Regions from separate parts of the Arachis hypogaea genome. Here region 1 is linked to region 2. The links are chromatin contacts, called in public Hi-C maps. All regions are on one chromosome and are shown on one strand. The core of a region is the stretch at or near the end of the contact, and the rest is flanking DNA. Distances in the headings are between cores, read along the strand shown.

What was found. Hi-C and Micro-C count contacts between places; a contact is called where the count stands out from the background.
Region 1: a Hi-C map of leaf shows a contact between it and region 2, with 2.4 times the contacts expected there. The contact joins the enhancer-like site here to the promoter of LOC112786865 in region 2. A contact is called at or near these places in 2 of 8 Hi-C or Micro-C datasets (both in leaf).

What each region holds. Positions count from the first base shown.
Region 1 is chr20:22,634,358-22,640,219 of arahy.Tifrunner.gnm2.J5K5, reverse strand. It overlaps LOC112785368 (sulfate transporter 2.1), which reads right to left. Exons shown (of 10, transcript XM_072230251.1): 7 at 4,543-4,736; 8 at 4,366-4,457; 9 at 2,970-3,046; 10 at 2,168-2,561. The coding sequence ends at 2,436. Among protein-coding and RNA genes, the nearest start is that of LOC112783620, 15 kb to the left of the region's middle. Within about 2 kb of position 1,514, at least 2 of the 3 cell types and tissues checked have open chromatin away from gene starts, as enhancers often do.
Region 2 is chr20:22,515,392-22,521,747 of arahy.Tifrunner.gnm2.J5K5, reverse strand. LOC112786865 (early nodulin-70) reads right to left here and starts at 4,909. Exons shown (of 12, transcript XM_025830238.2): 1 at 4,393-4,909; 2 at 1,969-2,017; 3 at 1,365-1,572. The coding sequence starts at 4,746.

The DNA of each region.
Region 1 (5,862 bases), core at 265-2,764, 120 kb before region 2:
AAAGACTCCTAGTCACCTCCCAACCTAACCCTAATCTCGTCGACCTTCAAACGAAGCCTCACCGTCAAATGAAACAAACGCCATCGTCAAACAAAACAAACGCTGGAGCGAAGCCTCACCGTCGCAGGTCGTCGGCTTGTTGTCGTCACCGTCACCAAAACGTCGTCGTCTTGCTCTGGCCTCTGGCCTTCTGTGCTCTCCTGCGGTGAGTACTGACTACTGAGTTCTTCTATTCTTCAATCTTTTTGAGTTTTTGTCTTTGTTCTTCTATTCTTCTGTTTTTCACTTTTTCAATCTTTTTGAGTTTATATTTTGAGTAATGTTGTTTTTTCAGTTAAATTTTTATTCAGTGAAGAATTTAGGGCAGATTTGAAGTAGGTTGATGTTCTTCAGATGCAAAGTTCTTCTGAGTTCTTGTTCTGTTTCTAATTTTTTTTTATTTTTTTTATTATATGATTAATCATTCTGTAATGTTGAATAAATTTGATGTAGGTTCAATTTTAAAATTTTGCTCTGTTGAATTCTGCTCTGTTGATGTAGGTTCAATTTTTTTAATTCTGCTCTATTGAATTAACTAGATGAATTGTTGAATTTAATTATATTGAATGCCATATGAATTGTATGAACTATGAATTGATATATTAGTTTGGATTCTGAATTGCTGTCATTCTGAATTTGGATGGAACAGCCACAAAATAATCAACAATTCAAAATTAATATTCAACATCTTAGAAAACTATTCTGGATTAAGTTCCTGAAGTGCTATGTACATATATCATAACCCTAAATTCATTGGGATATTATCCAACAATAGCAACTAAGCCTAGTCCACTAAGGTTTTGTTTGAATATAGGAAAGAAAATAGAAGGAAAGAAAATAAGAGAAAAGAAAATGAGAGGAAAGACAATAGAAGGAAAAGTAGAATTATTTGTGTGTTGTTTGGATGAAGAGAAAATGAATGGAAAGAAAATAGAGAAAAAAATTTCTTTTGTTTGGATGAGAAGAAAAATGAGAAAAAAGAAAATCATAATGGTATAAAGTTACATTAATACCCTTATAATAAAATAAAGTATAAATAGTTTTATTTATTTATATTTTATTGTATTTTATGAATATTATAAAATATTATAATTTTATAAATTATTTATCTAATACATATATAATGTTTAAATATAAATCTTAATTATAATAATGTATTAAAACTATTAAAACTAAATTTATATTAATAATTATTAATAATAATAGAATCAGGGGTAGTATTGTAAATATACCAAAAATAATATTTTCTTTCTTGTTTTCTTGCTTCTAATGGAGAGAAAAAAAATTTTGTAAGACCCACATCAAAATTTTTTTTCCTTCCCATTTTCTTTGGTATCCAAACAAAGGAAAATGAAAATTTCTATTCATTTTCCTTCCACCACTTTTCTTTTTTCTTATTTTCCCTTAAACCAAACACAGTGTAAGTGAGTTCAGTTACATGGATTAAAGTGGGCCATAGTGCTCTATCAGGAACCATATCCATGTTTAAACCGTTAATAGCCCTTTTGGTCATTCCCCCGAGTTTTCTCAAGTAGCATTTGGTTACTCACCTGCACCAAAATTTGGAGAAGGGGACAAATAAAAGAAAGGGAAAAAAAAATACCCCTACTCAACAATGGACTTGGGCTACTTACCCGAGTCCCTATCACATACTTATTCTCGAAATAAAAATCTTATTCACATTTTACTTAAATACTGACAGCCAAGTATTGAATGTATAACACTAATAAGTAGAAAAAACAAAACATAGGATTCTCTTATGTACCTTCTGAAAAAATTGAACCAACTTTTCTACAAATGGAATAAGGGTGGAAATCAAATTCAAAACCTGGACCTGGAGTTGTTTATGACTTTTTAATGACTTTTTAATAATAAATTATGTATTGTTCATTTTATAAAATTGTTAAATTTTGAATCTTAGTTTAAAAATTATTGAATTTAACTTTTTAAAATTATGTATTGAATTTTTTATATTTTTACTCTATATTTAATTAAATCGATTCAATCATAATTTAACTCCGATTGAACCATTAACCATTAAACCAATTATTTGACCGATTCGATAAGTGCTCCGGTTTTCACAACCTTCCTCATTACCATCCCAAAAACCTAATGGGTACAAACGATGGACCGAAACAAACTCCCATCATCTTTATCACAAGATGACTTATTATTATGACACACATCACTAATGATTTGTACTTTTGATATTTTTACATAAAGTTACGTACGTACTTAGACAGGAAATCTAAAATATACACACACCGTCTCACATCATAATTAATTATGAAGTACTATTAATTATGCTTATTTATTTTCGACATTCCAACATGACAATAATAAGTAGCTATTATTAGAAGACTAGATTCTTCTTCGATTTTATTTTCAACGTTAACTCAGCACTGGATCTTGGAGCTAACAGCTTCTTCAACAGTGAGAAAGACCCTGCCATTGATTTTGTTGACAAAGTTTGATACCTTTAGCTTGTGAATCACTTGCCACCTTGGGTTCGCAATGGCTAACTGGTAAGACACCATATATATATAATACGTCAAAGGCAATGATTTCAAATATTAATTAAGAATTTATGAAATGGTGATGGTGTGATTAATTATTATTCAGAAATATGATGAGTTAAAGGGCAACGTATATATTGAGGCAGAATCTATAGTGCCTATGATTATAATAAGTATGGTGGTTATATAAGTATTATTAAAATTAAAGTTATATTTTTTTATATTTTGATAATATTTTTTTATTTTTAAAATTAAAAAATATTGTTAAATAATAAAAAAATATTTTAATTTTTAGCAACGTTTATTAAAAATATTATAGTTATCATTGGCACTGCAGCATGCACCATATATTGAATGGTAGCTTTTTAGATAGCTTAATTATTAGCTTAAGTAAGAAAATAGAAGCCATGTTACCTGCTTCCTATGTGAGGACAAACTCTTGTGCAGTTCCTCAAGAGCAGCAATTCCAGATGTGTCAATGTTCACCAAATCTGTATGATATATTATATATAGAAATGGAATATCATATTTGATCAATCATACTAGCAAAAAATGGTAAAGAATTTATCTTATTAAAGTATTAGCTTGTGATTCAAACATTATATTATCTCATCATTCTGTTAATTAGTTAGGGTTTTCCACTGTATGTAGTGCAGTAAGTATATATCTAAGATATTTTGTTAATGGATTTTATTTTATTTTGTTAAAATAATGGCTGGATAGTTATTTAGAAGCAGAGAGTAGAGGCACATGTACATTCCGAATATTTATACTCTCCCCATTTCATATTAAATATATTTTTTATTTTTATTACAAATTAAATGTTATTTTCAAATTTCAAAAAATTATTAACTAATTTTAACGTGTTATATGTATTCTATTATTAAATAGAATAAAAGATTGAAAAATTTAATGGAATAGAAAAAATATATTATTATGGATATTTTTGTATTTTTCTTTTAGTTATTTATATTTTAATAAAATTTAATAATTATTTTAATACTTGTGCAAAACTAATAAATCTAGTTTATAAAATGAAGAATGTCTTGATAAACTATTTAAAGATTTTATTTACCTTTAAGAGATGTATGTGAAACATACATGTAATATATCTTTTTTATAAAATAACAATCTAGACTTTATTTAGAGCATAAACATTTATAAGTAGATGATTGGGAATGGATCTTTTCAATTGTTAAAAAAATTAAGGGAGTAAAGTGTGATCAGAATCTTTTATTATTTTTTTTTATGTTTTTTTTATGTTCTACTTATAAAATTAATGATAAAAAATCACACTTTACTCCTTTAATTGTTAAAAAGAATTAAGAGAATCCATTTCTGTTGATGACTTAATAATATTCGATCGAATATATTCTAATACTATTAGAATTGAGATTAAATGTGTCTAATTCAACTCCACAAATTAGTTCAGAATAAGAAATGTCTCTTACTGTCAATGAGTTATAATAACTAAAAGGCATAGTCTTCCCATACTTATCTAAAAGGTCGCGAATTCGAATTAGAAATTTTATATTATGTTGAGAGATAAAAACAAATGTACAAAACTTTTTTTTCTAGAAAGATTTTTAATTATGAGAAATGTTTGGACGGTTAAAATTTATTGTTTTAACTTATTATTTTTAGTTATCAACCTAATTCTTTTAGTCTAATAATTCAACAATATATTTTTATCCTAAATTTTTAAACATTAATAATTGATGATCAAAACCAATAAATTCTGATAATCTTTTAACATTCTTCCTAATTATTTCATGAGTTCTAATTTGTATGAGTTAAATCTAAAACTTACTGGACATGTCAAGGATTACGAATTGAATTTGGCTTATTGCATTTCCCTTGTCATCCATCGATTCTTCTTCCTCACTGACCCATTTCATGATCCTTCAAACCAAAATTCAATATTATTATTAAGCTAATAATTAATTAAATATATGGTAGCAAATGAAATTAATAATGAGTAAAATACCTTTCTCTAACGAAAGTGGCATTTGCAAAGCAAAGCAAGGCAGACTTAAGACGTATAATGAGAAGGCCAGGGATCTTAACAGCCATTGGATACTGATTAACATCACCGAACAAATCGGTTCCCGGTAATTTTCCTAGAGTTTCTGTCCCTGGTCGTATTGATATCACAATTATCTTTGAAAACGATACTGCCACCTGCCAATAAATTAATTCATTTATAAATTAGCACAATCAATAGTATTGTTACATCACATGTTTATTATTTCACCTTTTATTTATTAATTAAATATGTGTAATAATAATATATGTGATTAGCGAAGATATATAGTAAAATTAAAGTTTTATTTTATTGATAAATAGTTTGTGATAAATTCTTAGGAACAAAAAAAAGTATTTATAAATATATATTATTATTGTTTGACATAGCTAGTAAAGCTACTTGCAGAAAATTAATTACTAAATTATTAACTCAGCCGTATGCCTGTATCAAAATTATTATTATACACTTGTTATAGATATTAAGGATGGAAATAAACTTTTTTCTGCTGAAATAAATTAGTTGAATTTTTTTTTGTCTGTTGAGTATATATCTTCATTATTACAGGTACAATAATTTATGATTATATTACGTGTATACTAAAATTAATCTTTAAAATTAATTATTAATATAAAATATATATTAAAAATAAACTAAACAACACATGTATTATTTATACACAAATACACGATATTAATTTTTGTGACTAATTTTAATGTATAAATAATATTTTAAATCATTTATTTTTCTCTTATCAACTTAAGTTTTAGAGCTTGTTTGGAAAGTTAAGGATCAAAATTCATTCCAAAATTAAATTTTTTTTCATGTTTTGAAACAAACAAAAGTTAATAATTTCAATTCCAATGAGAATTTTAATTCTCATATTTATTCTATTTATAAATTAGACTATTTGATTTTCAATTCTATTTTCATAGTTATAGCTTTAAAAATTAAAAAAATTCAAAATATTCTTACAAAAGTATTCAATCATTTTTAAGTTAAGGACAAATTAGTAAACATCAAAATCAATAAGAATAAAATTCTATCAAAGTTATGTATTATTTCAAATTATAGATTTGAATTAAAAATAAAATTGAATTTTTTTTAATAGAATTAAAATTCTTTTCTCTTAAAATAAACTTTTTAAATACACTCTTAGATATATAGTATAAAAAATTCTATAATTTAAAATTCTAAAATTTAATTCTTATTAATCTTCAAATAAAAAATTTTAGTATAAAACTAATAAAAAAAAGAAATAAAGCTTATCAAAAAAAAATCATG
Region 2 (6,356 bases), core at 3,660-6,159:
TTTATCATTCATGAATTTTAGAAGGGATGAAGATAAAAAAAAAAAAATTAGTCTTAGTTTATATATTTTAGTATTCTGTGGGTACTCACTCTTTGATTTGCTATTTAGTCTCATTTTAATAATATATACAAATAAAAAATTATTACATGCATATTTATATTTTTTATTTTATTCATCAAAATTATGATGCTACCACTGTTATTTATCCAATCAATCAATTATAAAATATAAATAGTTTTTATTTTTTGGTATAAGACAACAAAGTTGCACAAATAAAAAAAATTCATTTAGTTAGAACCTCAAATGTAAATCAGCAGCAAAGAATACAACCCATGTTTCAAACTCTCCGAATCTCCTTTGTATGGTTGATATAAATAAAAAAGAATAAAATGATTTTGAAAAAGAAAAATATATGCTTTAATGAACTTTTGGTTAAAAATAAATTATTTTATTATTTTAAAAGAGATGAGAATAAAAAAAATTAGTCTTAGTTTATATAATTTAATACTTTGAGTACTGTATTTTTTTATTTATAATTTGGTCTCATTTTTAATAATAAATACAAATAAAAAATTTATTACATGCATATTTATATTTTTTAAATTATATTGTGAAATGATAAATTAAATTTTTTTATTTATGATTTTATTTAAATAGTATATACCATTAATTATTTGTTTTGTAATTATTTTTTTAGATAAATATTAGTTTTACTATTTGCTTTCATACTCATCGTAAATGGCTGCTGCCTCCAACAGTTTACGTATGTGTTCTAATACACATAAACCGCTACTGCCAGTAGCGGTTTATGGCCAAGCATCAACAAACAGAAACCGCGACAGCCTCTAGCGGTTTCTGTGTTTCTCATTCGCATGTAATCCGCTGCTAGCTATAGCGGATTATGTGTTTTGGTAAACCACTACTGGTAGTAGCGGTTTCTATAGATGTATGAAACAATGTATTTGCGTCTTCATATTTGAAACAATGTAATTACGTAAATTTGAGGGGCAAACAATTTATTTATGTAAATTGCCCTATTTAATATATATATATAAACTAAAATTTGATTAAAAGTGACAAAGAAATAATTTATCTAATAAAGATAATTTTTAAAAACTTTTAAAATAATAAAAATTTATAAAGGCCAAAACATCTGATTTGAAAATTTATAATTTGTCAAATTTAAAATTTCCAAAACATCTCACAATTGTTACTATACCCACTAAGTAGTCAGCTAGTCGGAATGAATAACCATGCTTCATACATTGAGTTCATGTTTGTATTAAACAAATAAATAAATACATAAATAAAATTAACGAAGTGGCATATAAGTAAGAATGAAGTAATAAGAGATGAGCATTGACCTGAAGATTCCAAATGCAAGTTGGAAGATACCAGCAATGAAAGTTGCAGTTAGAAGTAGCTGAGTGTATGCAACAGAATCTTGAATGGGATCTTTCAATTTGGAAATCATTGAAGAAAGAAGAAGTGAATCCACTGCTACATTCCCAATCACTATCTCCCTTGAACTCGTAAGCATTGCGTACATAAGAGGTGGCCCAAAACATGTATCTGTCTCAAAACTCAAACAAATTGCAAATTATGCGCTCTTTAGGATTATCAATTATACAATTCACTTAGTCTTTTAGTATAAAAATAAAATTAAATATATTAGGTGTATACTAACTTTAGCTATTAAATTAGTTATTAATATAGAATATACATTAAAAATAAATTAATATATATTTTTTTACAAAAATATATAGTAGCTGTTTTTGGTATACAAATAATATTTTTAAAATAAAATAGATCGTTAAATAGGACTTCTACTTTGGTTTTATCTTAACTATAATAATCAATTTAAAACGAAGAATACAAAAATGTTCAATAATATCGTGACTTGAATGTGTTTTCATATCCTTTTATAACATTTATAGAAAATTCTATAACTAGTTATATGCAACTTACATAAACCATATTCGGGACTTAGCTGAGCCAAAGTAGCGAATCCTACACACTGCATGACCCAAAGCAACCATTTCAATTCAATAATTCAGTGAATAATGAAACATCATTGTAGTGAACATAATACACAATAAGTACGATAGGCCTCTCACTTGTATTTATTCGAATTGGTGTTCTTAGAATAAGAAAAAAAAAGTATTACTTTAGTTTTTAATATTAGATTAAATTTTAATTTGATTTTTAATGTTTTAAATGTTTTATTTTTGTTGTAAAAAATTTTAAACAAATTTAATATTATTTCACCGTTAAATTTAATACAATAGTTAAAAAAATAAGTCGCATAAACGTTAACAATGAATGTGTTTAGTTTTGAGAATAGGATAAGATAGGATAATAAAAAAAAGAATAGAGATATAAAAATTAATATTTGTATATTTTGTTTGATGATAAACTGAATATAAGATAAAATGAATAATAAAAGTCAAATTTACTTTTAATTTTTTCTTCACAAAAAATTAAAAAAGAAAATAGAATGATAAAAAATATAATTATAAAAAATTAATATTGACAATAAAAGAAATAAAAAATAAGTTGTGTTCCAATCCAGTGTTTTTTGTGTCGTTTTTTATAAGAAGAACATAAAATGTACTAATTCAATATCCCAAGACATAATATTTCTATCAATATCTCATTTATCAAATATGATCTTGTATCTCTGTGTACATGTCTCAGTGTTCCCTGTTTATAAACAAAAGCAACCAATGTTATTAGTTAAATTATATCATTTTATTTTTTGTGTATTAGAAAAACAAAGCCAAAACCTTCTTATAACACTTTTTTTTTGTTCTCTTTCTTGCATCGATTTCCAAAATCTTAGAAATCAATAATTAACACTTTAGAATCGAATAAAAAAAAGGCTTTTACATACCAATTGTTAGTGAATCGATTTTATTTATATACTGAAATCGAACATTATTAACTATTCAATATACTAATTATTTATGTCAAATTTAATAGTGAGACAACATTAAATTCATTTAAAATTTTTTAACATTAAAATAAAATACTTAAAATATTATGAACTAAATTAGGACTTACCCAATCCTTTACTCAAAAAAATTATGTTACCTTATATAATCATATATTCAATATTCAATGCTTAAAACTATTTATGGCTCCATCCTAGCATGTAGGGTCTTTGTACAGCTCAAATTAATTTTGAATAACCTAACTATAATAATATAATTTTTTTTATCAAAATAAAATATAAATGAAAAGTAACTCTTAGACAATTTTTTTTGGGGCCACTTTTAGCTCTAATAATTAATAATATATTGTTCCAACTTTCATAAGCTAGCTTTCGGTTCGTAATGTCCATCAAAAGTCAAAACATGCATATTTTAAGCCTGAAATACCGAGATAAAGCCCAAATGGCCTAATAGCATCTTTGAATTTGACATATCATATTAGGTCCATGCCTAAACCCGATTCATTCACAACCCACAAAGAAATTAAAAAAAAAAAGAAACATTCTTGTACAATAAAAAAGAGTCAAAACCCACCATTGTCTCTGTTTGTAGACAAAAAAAAGAAAAAAAAAAGAAAAAAGAAACAATGGTGTTAAGCATAGATGAGTTTGAGACTTTGAGCAACTATGAAGAAGGTATTACTGTTAAGTTTACACTGCTATCTGCATTGTAGTTTGTAGACTTGTGATTGTACCAAACAAAAATCTTCACTATTAGTAAAGAAATTAAGACAAAATAATTCTTTTTATTAAATTTTACTGTTCCAATTATAATCTTATTACTAGGAATAAAAATAGAGTAAGACAGACCAAACTTTATTCTTAATATATCTACAATAAAGTTTACTTGACCTATACTTGATCTATAACCTGTTATAAGCTATCTATTAAGTATTAAGTCTAGTCTATTAACAAGTCTGACCTAGCATTAAATTTGTAAAAGGCTTGATAATTTAAAAATATAAAAAACAAAATAAATAATCAATTAAAATAAAAAATATTAAATATATATGTAATTAAATAAATAAATAGTCTAGTAAATAAAATTATTTTATAAACTTAAATCTTGTCTATTAAAAAATTTAAACTTTTAAAATAATTGAATGTAAACTTATTTTCTATCAGACTAGATTAAGTCGTAGCACACGTTGTTTGGTCTTTTTCTAACCCTACTTATCACCCAAAAAAAAAAAGTTTTCTATTTGCCATCCCATTTAATGTGCATATTCTCTTCTCTCTAGTTCTCACACATTGATGATATCTATATTTTAAATTGTCTCATTTCACAAAATACAATTTATGACCAAATTTATATTTGAAAGTGTTATATGAATGTGAATTTTTTCTTAAAATAAAAATGACTTAACAGGCACGAAATCAAATTAGCATATAAATTGAACCTGAGGAATGGCGAGACTTGCAACGGTTATACCCGCCATGAGATCGAATTTGAACTTGTGAGCATTGTATCCTCTTAGAGAAGCAAGGATGGGAAAAATCTCCGTCAACAACACCAACGCTCTTTTGTACAAAGGTTGTTGGTTGTCGTTGACAACGAGAGTTGACCACACATTCTTGCTGTTACTAGGCGGCAAAATTGTGTCCCTAACGTTTTCGAATACCTCTCGAAAAAAACAAGGCGGGTGTGGTGCATTTTGCACCCACTGCTGCTGGTACATTTCTTTCTCTTTAGATTCCAACATCTCTTCCAACGTGCAACTCACTGCGGCACTGCTTACTGATGAAGCTACCATTATCAATAATGAAGATAGATAATGTCCTAATAAGTCTGTTACCTTGTTAAATTAGGACACTATATGCATATTGGAATGAGATATCGGACGAGATCAGAGAGGATCGATAATTCTATGGTGCTTTATTTTTCAATGTATTCGCTTATATAAATAAAAGTTTATTAGCAAGTATATATACATATATAGCTTCATATAGCTAGAAAAACACTTCACGTATTATATTTGCATTATTATTGTAACGGATATTCTTTTATTTTATTTTATAGAAAAGTATAGTTAGACAATAAAAATACTAAACAATGTAAATAATATATATATCAGATGTTCATTTTACTAGGTGTACGGATGGTTATTTTAATATTAAGATTTAGATGGATAATTTAAAAGTGTAATGTGTTTTTATTTGATTAGTGGTTGTTCATATTGTTCAAGATGGTTATTGTTTACCTAACACTTTTTTTATTTTATTTTAACTAGTCTCAAAAATTCTGAGTTATGAGAATAAAATAGGAAGATATTTAACTAAAGAACACATAGACAAGAAAAAATATATAATAATATTTATATGAATAATATTTATTCTCGTATAAAAAAATTATTTAATATAATTAGTTCGGTACTTATTTTTTAAAAAATTTAATCTGATTATTAGATATAAAAATAATAAATAAATATTATTTTTATACCAAAATTAGCTACTAAAATTAATCATCAATATATTTGTGTAGTTTAATTTATTTTTAATGTATATATATTTTAAAGACTAATTTTAGTGTACATGTATTAAAAAAATAATTTAATAATAATAGACAATGTACATCACTCTCACTAATGCATAGTGTGTCGCTCTTTTCACCTTAATATATATTATATATATTAGAGAAGATATTCTCCTAATATAATATAACATAAATACTATATATATAGAGTTGTTGACGCTTCATAATATGAGAGAGTAGGAGTTAGAGGTGGGGGTGAAATATCCCTTTCTATTCTTCTGGCATTACATGATATATGATATTAAATATACTAGTTAAGATCTTTAATATCACTATTGGTAGCGAAGAAAAGCTAGCTAGCTAGCAGGGGCGGGTGAACCTGCTTCTGTTTGAGTCAACTGAAAGAGGAACCCTGTGGCCGTATGCCTGCTTAAGCAATTAAGGAGACACTACTTTGTATTGATTTCCAAAACAGTTCTTTTCTCATCACCTTCATTTTAAAAAATAAACAAACAAACCCTTTTAATCTTGGTACGTTACGTTACCAAACATTTCTGTTTAATTATGAGTATATATGGTCACAGCAGGCGGAGGTGTGATAATAAATATTAAGGGGTTGTGACATTTATACCATTCTTTTGATGATACTCCTTTCTGAAAAAACTCAATATCCATAAATATGTACCATTTCTAAAGAAGAAGGTGTACATTTTAAGGAAGTGTATTATAAAATGGTGCAAGTATATTTTTTCAATATTAAAAATGTATAACACCAATAAAAAGGGGGTTCAATTAACAGTATAATAGGCAGTAATCGGTCGAGTTCAGTTTAAGAATCATTCAAAAATTATTATTTTCTTTAAATGCATATTTTATGAAACATATATTTGT